Regions from separate parts of the Mus musculus genome. Here regions 1 and 2 are each linked to region 3. The links are chromatin contacts, called in public ChIA-PET and HiChIP or PLAC-seq maps. All regions are on one chromosome and are shown on one strand. The core of a region is the stretch at or near the end of the contact, and the rest is flanking DNA. Distances in the headings are between cores, read along the strand shown. Region 1 has its middle 26 kb from the start of Zfp563. Region 2 holds the start of Kifc1 (kinesin family member C1). Region 3 holds the start of Myo1f (myosin IF).

Region 1 (2,905 bases), core at 269-2,768, 490 kb before region 3:
GGAAATCTTGTTGTATTTATAGACCTCATAGCTCTGGGCAGGTAGAGAGGATGAATAGAACTTTAAAAGAGCCTTTGAGTAAATTGACCATGGAGACTCGTGCTTCTTCCCTTGGCCCTGTTTAGAGTCAGAAACACCCTCTCCCACTTTAGTCTGACTCCTTTTGAAATCTTGTATGGGACTCCTGCTCCTCGGACCTTTCTGGGGGATGTTCTTGAACCCACTTGTCATAGTAACAATGATTTGTACGCCAGGCTAAAGGGCCTGCAGGTGGTACAAAAAGAAGTGTGGTCACATCTGGCAGCTGCCTATGAACCTGGTACCCCTAAGACATCACATCGGTTCCAGATTGGAGATTTGGTCTACATGAGGTGACACCGCTCCCAGATGCTCAAGCCCTGTTAGAAAGGACCTTATCTAGTACTGCTAACTATTCCAATGGCTGTCAAGGTAGACGGAATCGCTGCCTGGATACACGCCTCACATGGGAAGCTTGCTCCCCCGACTGAAACTGAAATTCCAGAAGACCACCTCACTTGGAGGGTCCAGACTACAGAGAACCTTCTGAAGCTGAAGATCATCAAAGGGCCCAAAGATGTGGGTTCTTCCCCTGGTACTGTATTTTAGCACCTTTCCCTTGTGTTCTACTATCCTTGGTCCTCATCAGCCACGCAACCTAACCTGGCAGGTCATAAACAGGGTGGGAGAGACTGTTTGGAGTCTAGCCTGACTTTTTTCCAGATGTTTGTAAGTTGGCTTTAGGAGCCCCAGATAACTGGGACCTGGAGGGGTAATTTAATACTCAGACTGCTCTTTCATCACCTTCCCCACCTGGGTGACATGGATTAGACCTATGGGGAGACTGCGGACATGTCAGCCAGAGAAGCATGCTTCGAACCCTGCCCTTCTACGTCTGTCCCGGGATCCACGGAGATTGGTCCCTCAATCCAAAATTCTGACTTTTTCTGCAAGAGCTGGGCCTGTGAGACCACGGGTGATGCCTTATGAAGCCCACCTCACATTGGGACTATGTTCAGGTAATAGCCAACTATAATCACCATGAGTCAGGGGGTCTAGGATGGACATACTGACCTGAGTGTGAGAGCTGGTGTCACCCACTCCGTGTCACCTTTACTGAACCAGGGAAACAGGCTTTGGATTGGACAAGGGGATACATTTGGGGCCTTAGGTTTTACAAAGAAAGATAATCCTGATGCTGCTTTTACTTTTCAGCCCCTGCATTTTGATCTGCTTGCTGGCCTATAAGTACAGTTCAGATTATGATGTTAAGAGAACAGTATCAAGAGTTGGGCTAGAGTGAGTCATGATTTCATGTTTGAAATACAAGAAAAAAGAGGGGAATGTGTGACCTTAGAGAACATAAGATGACTACTGAAAGACCTTGCTAGAATTACATGCTGGGGATCTTCTGCTAGAATGCTGTGGCAAACACTCCCTTCTTGGAATGACCCAGCAAAAAAAAGCTTTACCAGAAAGCCCTGAAGGCAAGGCAGTCACAGATAATGACCAAGAATGTTTCAGTTCCCTCTTGTAGTGACCTAAGACCTCACCTCATGCTCTATGCTGCTTAGGGAAGGTCGTGAAGCACTTACTGCCTCCCTGGGAGAGGCTAATTACCATTTCTAAAGGGGGGCCCCTAAAGGTCAGCTTAACAATGGGCTTAAACCAACTCATGTTGTTGTTACCAAGGCCTACCCTTAAACTGTATAAAAAGTGTGTGTTTAGGAGATTCAAGGTTGTCTCTGCCCCATTGCAGGATGGTCCTGGCATGCCAGATCAATAAACTTCTTGCTTGTTGCATTGATCTCCATCTCTGTGTTTCTGTGAGTGGGTCATCCCGGATATAAGGCTCTTCAGGTCTTACACTCTCTACTGCATCATGAACTTATTTTCTGGTTATGTATAGCCCATTAAATTCTGCCTTTATTTTTAATAATATTTTAACCACTCTCTTAATACTGTCTTAAAGAATTGAGTGCAATAATGAGCTGTATATTAATGCTAAAAAGAACTAAGAAATGAGGCTGGAGAGATGATTCAGTGGTTAAGGGTGCTGCTGCTCTTACAGAGGACCTGAGTTCTGTTCCCATGACCCTTAGCCAGCTTACAACCTTCTATAACTTCAGTTCTAGGGCACCAAACACCCTCTTCTAGTCTCTGCAGGCACCAGACATGCACATAGTGCACATGTAAACAGCAGGAAAACACTCATACAAATAAAATAAAATTAAAACATCTTTTTAAAAAAATAGCTAAGAATCTCGATGTTGTAGCATATGTCTTAAAATGCAACACTTGAGAGACAGAGAAAAGCACATTTCTGTGAGTTTGAAGCCATACTAGTCTACAGAGTGAGTTCCAGGACAGCCAAGGCTATCTAGACAGAACACATCTCAAAACAAAATAAACAAGCAAACAAAGCATTAAAATAGCTAAGAAAAGCAACTTTATAGTGGATTTAGTGATTCCAAACGTCTCAGTGCACAGTTGACGGGCTCCATTTCTTTGAGCTAATGATAAGGCAGATCATCACAGATGACAACAACCCTGCTTTGAGAGTTCTTTAATTAGTTTAAGAATGTGCACTCCATGGAAGTTGATAAATAGAGACCAACATGCTTGATAAAAAATATACAACTCAGGGTCATGGTAATACTACTTCCAAATAAACCCTGGGGACTACACTTCCCAACCACTTTCATGAGTCAGTTTACTTACGAATCTAACAGTGAAGAACTGAAATTATAAAATCAGAGTAGTTGTAGCCCAAGAGACTCCCTTTAACCTTCAGCATTGGACACAAGCCTTGGTGTGTGACTCTTTAGGAGACATGCCATATCCAAACAAAAATACAGAGGTTTCCATTTATTTGTATTAGGCAAGA
Region 2 (3,068 bases), core at 400-2,899, 330 kb after region 3:
CAGACACACTTAACACACAGTACAGCTGGGCACTGATGGCGCACACCTTTAACCCCAGCACTCGGGAGGCAGAGGCAGGCAGATCTCTGAGTTCTAAGCCAGCCTGGTCTACAGAGTGAGTTCTAGGACAGCCAGGGTTACACAGGGAAAACAGCTACCACCACCACAAAACAACAACAAACAAACCACAAAACAACAACAACAAACAAACAAAACAACAACAACAAATCAGCAAGCAAACCCTGCTATTCTTGGGCATGCTACCAGCTTCAGGTTACTAGGTCAAATTTATATTGGTTTTTTTTTTTTTTTTTGAGACAATGTATCACTGGCCTGAATCTCCAAGCTCTGGTCTGAGCCTCCACACAGGTGACCTCAGGTGCACAACTGACTTCAGGATGGTTCGTTGCTTTTGGTTCAGGGGACTATAGACCCAGGTGTTTCTTGGATGCTCGCCTAGCACTGCACCACAGACCTCTTCCTTCCAGTTTTAACTCTCCATACCTTAGTTAATGTTGTTCCTCCTAGCTTTCTTCTTCCCCTTCCATCTGCTTGAACCTTTACTGTCCTTCACTCCCTCCCAATAGAGATACAAATTGTATTATGTCTGTCTCCCCAGGGAGTGTCAGCTCACTGGTAGCTAGGACTCCTGTCTCCTACATAAGTACAGCTGTGCAGGGCCAGAAGATGCTTGGCAAATACTGCAGGAACAAATCTGAGAAAAACTATTTTACTTTTTAACTGTCACCTGTCACAGTGCAGTGCTCTCCCTTTTGGCTGTGAGTATACCAGAAAGTCTCTTCAAGCTGAACACCGACTGTGAGTCAGTCTAGACTGAAATGCTGGTAAACAAAGAATGCAGGCCGGTCTTTCCTGACACCAGAGAGATCAGTCCATTAATTGCCACACACATACGCCTCAGATGCTTGTGGTGAAGAAGGGCACCCCCATAAACTAGTCAGCAGTCCAAATGAGCAAAAGGAAGAGGCAGGCGAGGGAATAAGGATCCTCTGGGCCGATGCCCCCATTTCTCCTCTCCCCTTCCTCTATCCCGATCCAGCAGCAACACAACAGGTCATCAGCAAGAAAGGTACTTTGCGGACAAGCGACAAGGCCTCTTTCAGAACCCTCGCTTCTCCCACAAGGCGATCTGTAAGAACTGAGAAGCACAAACATGTCGAATCCGCTTGAGAATTCGAAATGGGAAATGCTGGAGGGGGATAAGGGACACGGGATGGTCGCGCCTGCACGACTGGAATGGCGGGCCAACGTCGCTGCGACTGTCCTGGGACCTCGCCGTGTGTGTGTGTGTGTGTGTGTGTGTGTGTGTGTGTGTGTTGCCCTCACTGACTCGGCCGCTGGTGTCCTGGGCGCGAGGCGGTGCGACCCTCCCCTGCAGGACGGCTTGCCCCGACCTGTCCCCGGGACGCGGGTCTCCGGGCGGCCGGCCTGCGTCCTCCGATCTTGGCGCGAGGTCGTCTCCGCCGCACTCACCTGCGCCTGCACGTCCATGGTGGTCCGCACAGAAAGGGTGCAAAGGCAGCAGGCAGGACGATGAGACCCGCGTCCTCTCAAGGGCTCGCGCCGCAAAACGCCGAAGCCAGGCTGTCCAGGAGCCAGGCCAATCAGCCACACCCGCCACTTTTGAATTTCAACCTCCGCGCAGTCAACGCACTTCAATCCGCAGAGGCCAATCCGCGCCGGCGCCGCGGTCGCGAGCCAATCACGGTGCCCTCCGCCTCCGGGGCCACGCCCCCTGAGTCGCGACTCTTCTAGTCCGCTAGAGCACCAGAACTAGACCCCTTGGATCCTACTTCCGGATCCGCTCTTCCTCTTTTCTCCCTCTCCCCCTCCCGAGCGCCGAGCGCGGCTTCCTGAGGTCTCTGGTTGCGTCAGAAGTGCGCTTGTGTGGAGGAGTGGCGTGGGGGAGGCAATACGCATGTGCCTGAGCGGGGTCGGGGCGGAGCGAGCGCCACCTAGCGGATACTGCTGAACTTGCACACCTCCTCGCCAACCCTGTAGACTGGAGACTGTTACACCGAGGTCGCTCTTGGTCCACTTTCTCAGGTCCGAAAAGTGGAAGCTGGTTGATGGCGCTGACCTGTCCTCAAAGAAGAAAAAGTGGAACCCATATCTGGAGATGTAATAAAGTCATAAATCTAGAGTAGGGCCGGGAGGATAGCAAACTGGTTATCCCTGAAACTCATATAATGTGGAAGGTGAGAACTAATTCGCCACAAAGTTTTCTGTGCCCCTCCTGCCTCCAATATTATATATTATACATAAACAATATGTATTATATACATAAACATATATCTTTACACATATAAATAATACCCAATAGTACGTATTATATATATAAGCATATATATATATATATATATATATATATATATAAAACACATAAATTACATATATATTTATTTTGTTTTTTCGAGATTGGGTTTCTCTGTGTAGCCCTGACTGTCTTGGAATTCTATTTGTAGAACAGGCTGGCCTTGAACTCAGAGATGCTAGGGCTACCCTGTGCCACCATGCCCAGGTCAATAAACAATCTTTTAGATTAAAAAATCAAAACAAAACTAGAAGCCAGGCTTGGTGGCACACGCCTTTAATCCCAGTTCCCAGTACTCAGAATGCAGAGGCAGACAGATCTCTTGAGTTCAAGGCCAACCAGGTCTACAAAGTAAATTCCAGGGCAGCCAGGCTCTGTAGAGAGACCCTGTCTTAAATAAATAAAGAAACACACACACACACATACATACATACATAACTGGATAAATAAATAGTATGTTTCTTTTTTTTTTTTTTTTTTTTTTGGTTTTTTGAGACAGGGTTTCTCTGTGTAGCCCTGGCTGTCCTGGAACTCACTCTGTAGACCAGGCTGGCCTCGAACTCAGAAATCTGCCTGCCTCTGCCTCCCGAGTGCTGGGATTAAAGGCGTGCGCAACCACACCCAGCAGTTTCTTTTTTTTTTTAAAGATTTATTATATGTAAGTACACTGTAGCTGTCCTCAGACACTCCAGAAGAGGGCGCCAGATCTCATTACGGATGGTTTTGAGCCACC
Region 3 (2,737 bases), core at 203-2,702:
ACCTATGGAAAGAGAGCACAGGACACAGAGACATTCCCAGTCTCTGTGGCATGGACCAAAGATGGATTAGAACACAGGTCCCTGTTAGGCTCTCACCAGTCTGGTTTGGTCTTAGCCACCTCCCCAGTGGGTAACATGAGGAGGTGACAACTTCTAGGAACTGTCATTTCCTCCATGTCAACAGAAGACTCATTTGTGATCTGGTCTTCCAAAGACCAAGTACTGAGCTAACGTATGGTAGGCCCTACATGTGCTGGCTGCTGCTGATAGAGCCAAGTCAGGAAAACAGCAAGGCTGTAAGTGTGAAAACCCAGATTGGGCCAGGAATGGTGTGTACATCTTTGGGCCCCACAATCCAGAGGCAGGAGGATCTCTGAGTTTGAGACCAAATTTGCTACTTACAAACTCCAGACAAGTCAAAATTATACAGTGGAAACCCTATCTCAAAAACAAAAACCACAACAATATCCAGATTTGGGGTGGAGTGACAGTGGGAGGTGCTTGCTGGATAGAAGGCTCAACTGGATAGAAGATTACTTCCTGTAATTTCAGAGGACCACAGTTCAATTCCAAGCACCCATATCAGGTGGTTAACAGATGTAAACTCCCAGAGATCCAGTGCCTCCTGGGTTCCAAAGGTCTCGGTCTCTGTCTCTGTCTCTCTGTCTCTGTCTCTGTTTCTCTCTGTGTCTCTCTCTTTCTCTTTCTCTCTCTCTCTCTCTCTCTCTCTCTCTCTCTCTCTCTCTCTCTCTCTCTCTCAAGGCCAATAGCTCACTTTTCACAACAAGCATCAGGGCATGAGTTTGAATCCCCAGACCCCACATAAAGCCAGATAAAGGTAACAAATATCTGAGACATGGAGATAGGAGGTGGAGACAAGAGAATCCAGGAAGCTTGCAGACTAGCCTGATTTCCACAGTAGGAAAACAACAGTGATGCCTATTTCAAGGAGAAGGGTGAGAACTGGCACTCACCTAAGGTTGTCTTCTGACCTCCCTCCACACATTCATATGCACCCATATAGAAACGCACACAAAGAGAAATACAGACATTAAAGGGAAATAAGTCTTGTGGTGTCTTCTACTCCAGTTAAACTTCCCTTACTAACAGACCTGGCTTTGGAGGAACAGTCTACAGGGAGGACCATAAAGGGTTTCCATGGGAACTCTGAGCAGACACACATCTGAAATGGTACTTCCTTCCCCTGATTCTGAAGAGAACTAAGCGGCCAGTCCTGCAGTCAGCTGATTTGGGTGCTTTTTGCTGTAACTCTTTTCTTGAGGTAGATGATGGATAAAGGACTTTCTCTAGTCTGGCAGTGACTGCCCGCCAACTTTGACCTATCCCTTCAGGGTAAGCTCCAAACGGTTCCCTCAGCCCTGTCATTGCTGCTAGAGCTCAGAGCACTGTCCCCGCCCTCAGCTTCCCTCCCCTGTGGTCATGAGCCCTCCCGCAAAGGAAGTAAAAGAGGGGCTGTTACAAGAGGAACTAGGGCCAAGAGCCTGTGAAGGAGGAGAGCCATGCCAGAGCCACCCCCTAGAACCCTCTGAGCCTGCACCCCTGTCATTACCCACAGGAGCCTACATACCATCCCTCACCATGGTAAGTTGTTCAAGGTGGGATCTGGGAGTGGTAACCTGGTAGCACCCTCAAAACTTGGGGCAATGGTTATGAGAACCACAGAGCCTTCAGAGACAGAGTTCCATAGGACAGCACAGAGCACCCCATGTCCCTCACCAAGAATCAAGCTCCAATCTGCATCTGCCAGGCTGGGTATGAGGACCAATACTGCAACATAAATAGGAAAGAAAGTGTCCCTGAAGGAATTACACAGTCGTCAGGAAGAGAACATGTCCCTTTTCAGGGGCTTAGAGAACTAGGTTATCAACTCATCTCAGAACTAGTCTTCCCCTGCAGTTTGAAACAAGCTCTTCCCTCTCTTAGCCTCTGTTTCTAGAACTCTTATTTAGAAGTTGGTCTGGAGAAAGGAGTGTTTGAGGGGTGTAGGGCTTTTCTTGGGAACATTCATCAGAGGGATCTGTAGGTTTGGCCACTCTCATGGGGTGGGATAACAGTGCAAGTGATCCTAGGTGGTTTGACTATAACAATCACAGGGGCAGATGATAGCTCAGTGCGGGTGCTTGGCTAGTGTGCTCAAGATCCTGGGTATCATCTCTAGCACTGAAAATAAGTCATCATCATCCTCATTTAACTTCCAGGACCAGTTAATTTTACTAAGGAGGAGTTGGAGATGTGGGTGTGCGGCAGAAGATAGCAAAGGATGAAAAGGAGGGGGAAGAGAGAGCTAGGAGAAGAAAAGGAAAAATAGGAATGGAGATAAGGAATAGAAAGAAGAGGAGAGGGAGGGGATGGGGGTTTTCATAGGGGAAACCAAGAAAGGGGATAACATTTGAAATGTAAATAAAGAAAATACCTAATGAAAGAAAGAAAGGAAGGAAGGAAGGAAGGAAGGAAGGAAGGAAGGAAGGAAGGAAGGAAGGAAGAAAAAAAGAGGAGGAGATGGAGGACTAGGTGGAGAAAGGATAGAGGAAAGGTATACAAAGGAGAGACCGTTCTCCCTACTACCCAAGGATGGCAGTGGAGACGCTGCAGACAGAGATGTCACTACAAGTTCAAGTTGAAGTCTGTTGATGATGAGAAGGCTGGAGAATGATCAGCACCATGCATGGGTCTAGACTTAGCAGCATCATGGCACATACAATAAAAGCCAGTAGTG

The links. ChIA-PET counts read pairs in DNA pulled down with a chosen protein or histone mark. HiChIP or PLAC-seq counts read pairs in DNA pulled down with a chosen protein or histone mark.
Region 1: an H3K27ac HiChIP or PLAC-seq map of bone marrow-derived dendritic cells shows a contact between it and region 3, with 4 times the contacts expected there. The contact joins the enhancer-like site here to the promoter of Myo1f in region 3. A contact is called at or near these places in 8 of 39 promoter capture datasets (the 3T3-L1 cell line, cranial neural crest, embryonic stem cells and 4 more), 1 of 15 datasets of contacts at CTCF or cohesin (stem cell-derived epiblast-like cells), 1 of 484 Hi-C or Micro-C datasets (the G1E-ER4 cell line), 3 of 115 datasets of contacts at active chromatin or transcription factors (bone marrow-derived dendritic cells, embryonic stem cells and large pre-B cells) and 2 of 9 other capture datasets (adipose tissue and embryonic stem cells).
Region 2: an RNA polymerase II ChIA-PET map of memory CD8 T cells shows a contact between it and region 3, with 5 read pairs. The contact joins the promoter of Kifc1 here to the promoter of Myo1f in region 3. A contact is called at or near these places in 1 of 39 promoter capture datasets (the HPC-7 cell line) and 2 of 115 datasets of contacts at active chromatin or transcription factors (large pre-B cells and memory CD8 T cells).

The regions. Positions count from the first base shown.
Region 1 is chr17:33,061,568-33,064,472 of GRCm38.p6, forward strand. It overlaps the pseudogene Phf8-ps. Among named protein-coding and RNA genes, the nearest start is that of Zfp563, 26 kb to the right of the region's middle. Within about 2 kb of position 1,519, at least 8 of the 459 cell types and tissues checked have an H3K27ac peak or open chromatin away from gene starts, as enhancers often do. A contact at or near this core is called in bone marrow-derived dendritic cells, where this site is marked.
Region 2 is chr17:33,888,984-33,892,051 of GRCm38.p6, forward strand. It overlaps Kifc1 (kinesin family member C1), which reads right to left and starts at 1,650. Exons shown (of 11, transcript NM_001195298.1): 1 at 1,495-1,650. The coding sequence starts at 1,512.
Region 3 is chr17:33,554,255-33,556,991 of GRCm38.p6, forward strand. Myo1f (myosin IF) reads left to right here and starts at 1,453. Exons shown (of 28, transcript NM_053214.2): 1 at 1,453-1,602. The coding sequence starts at 1,600.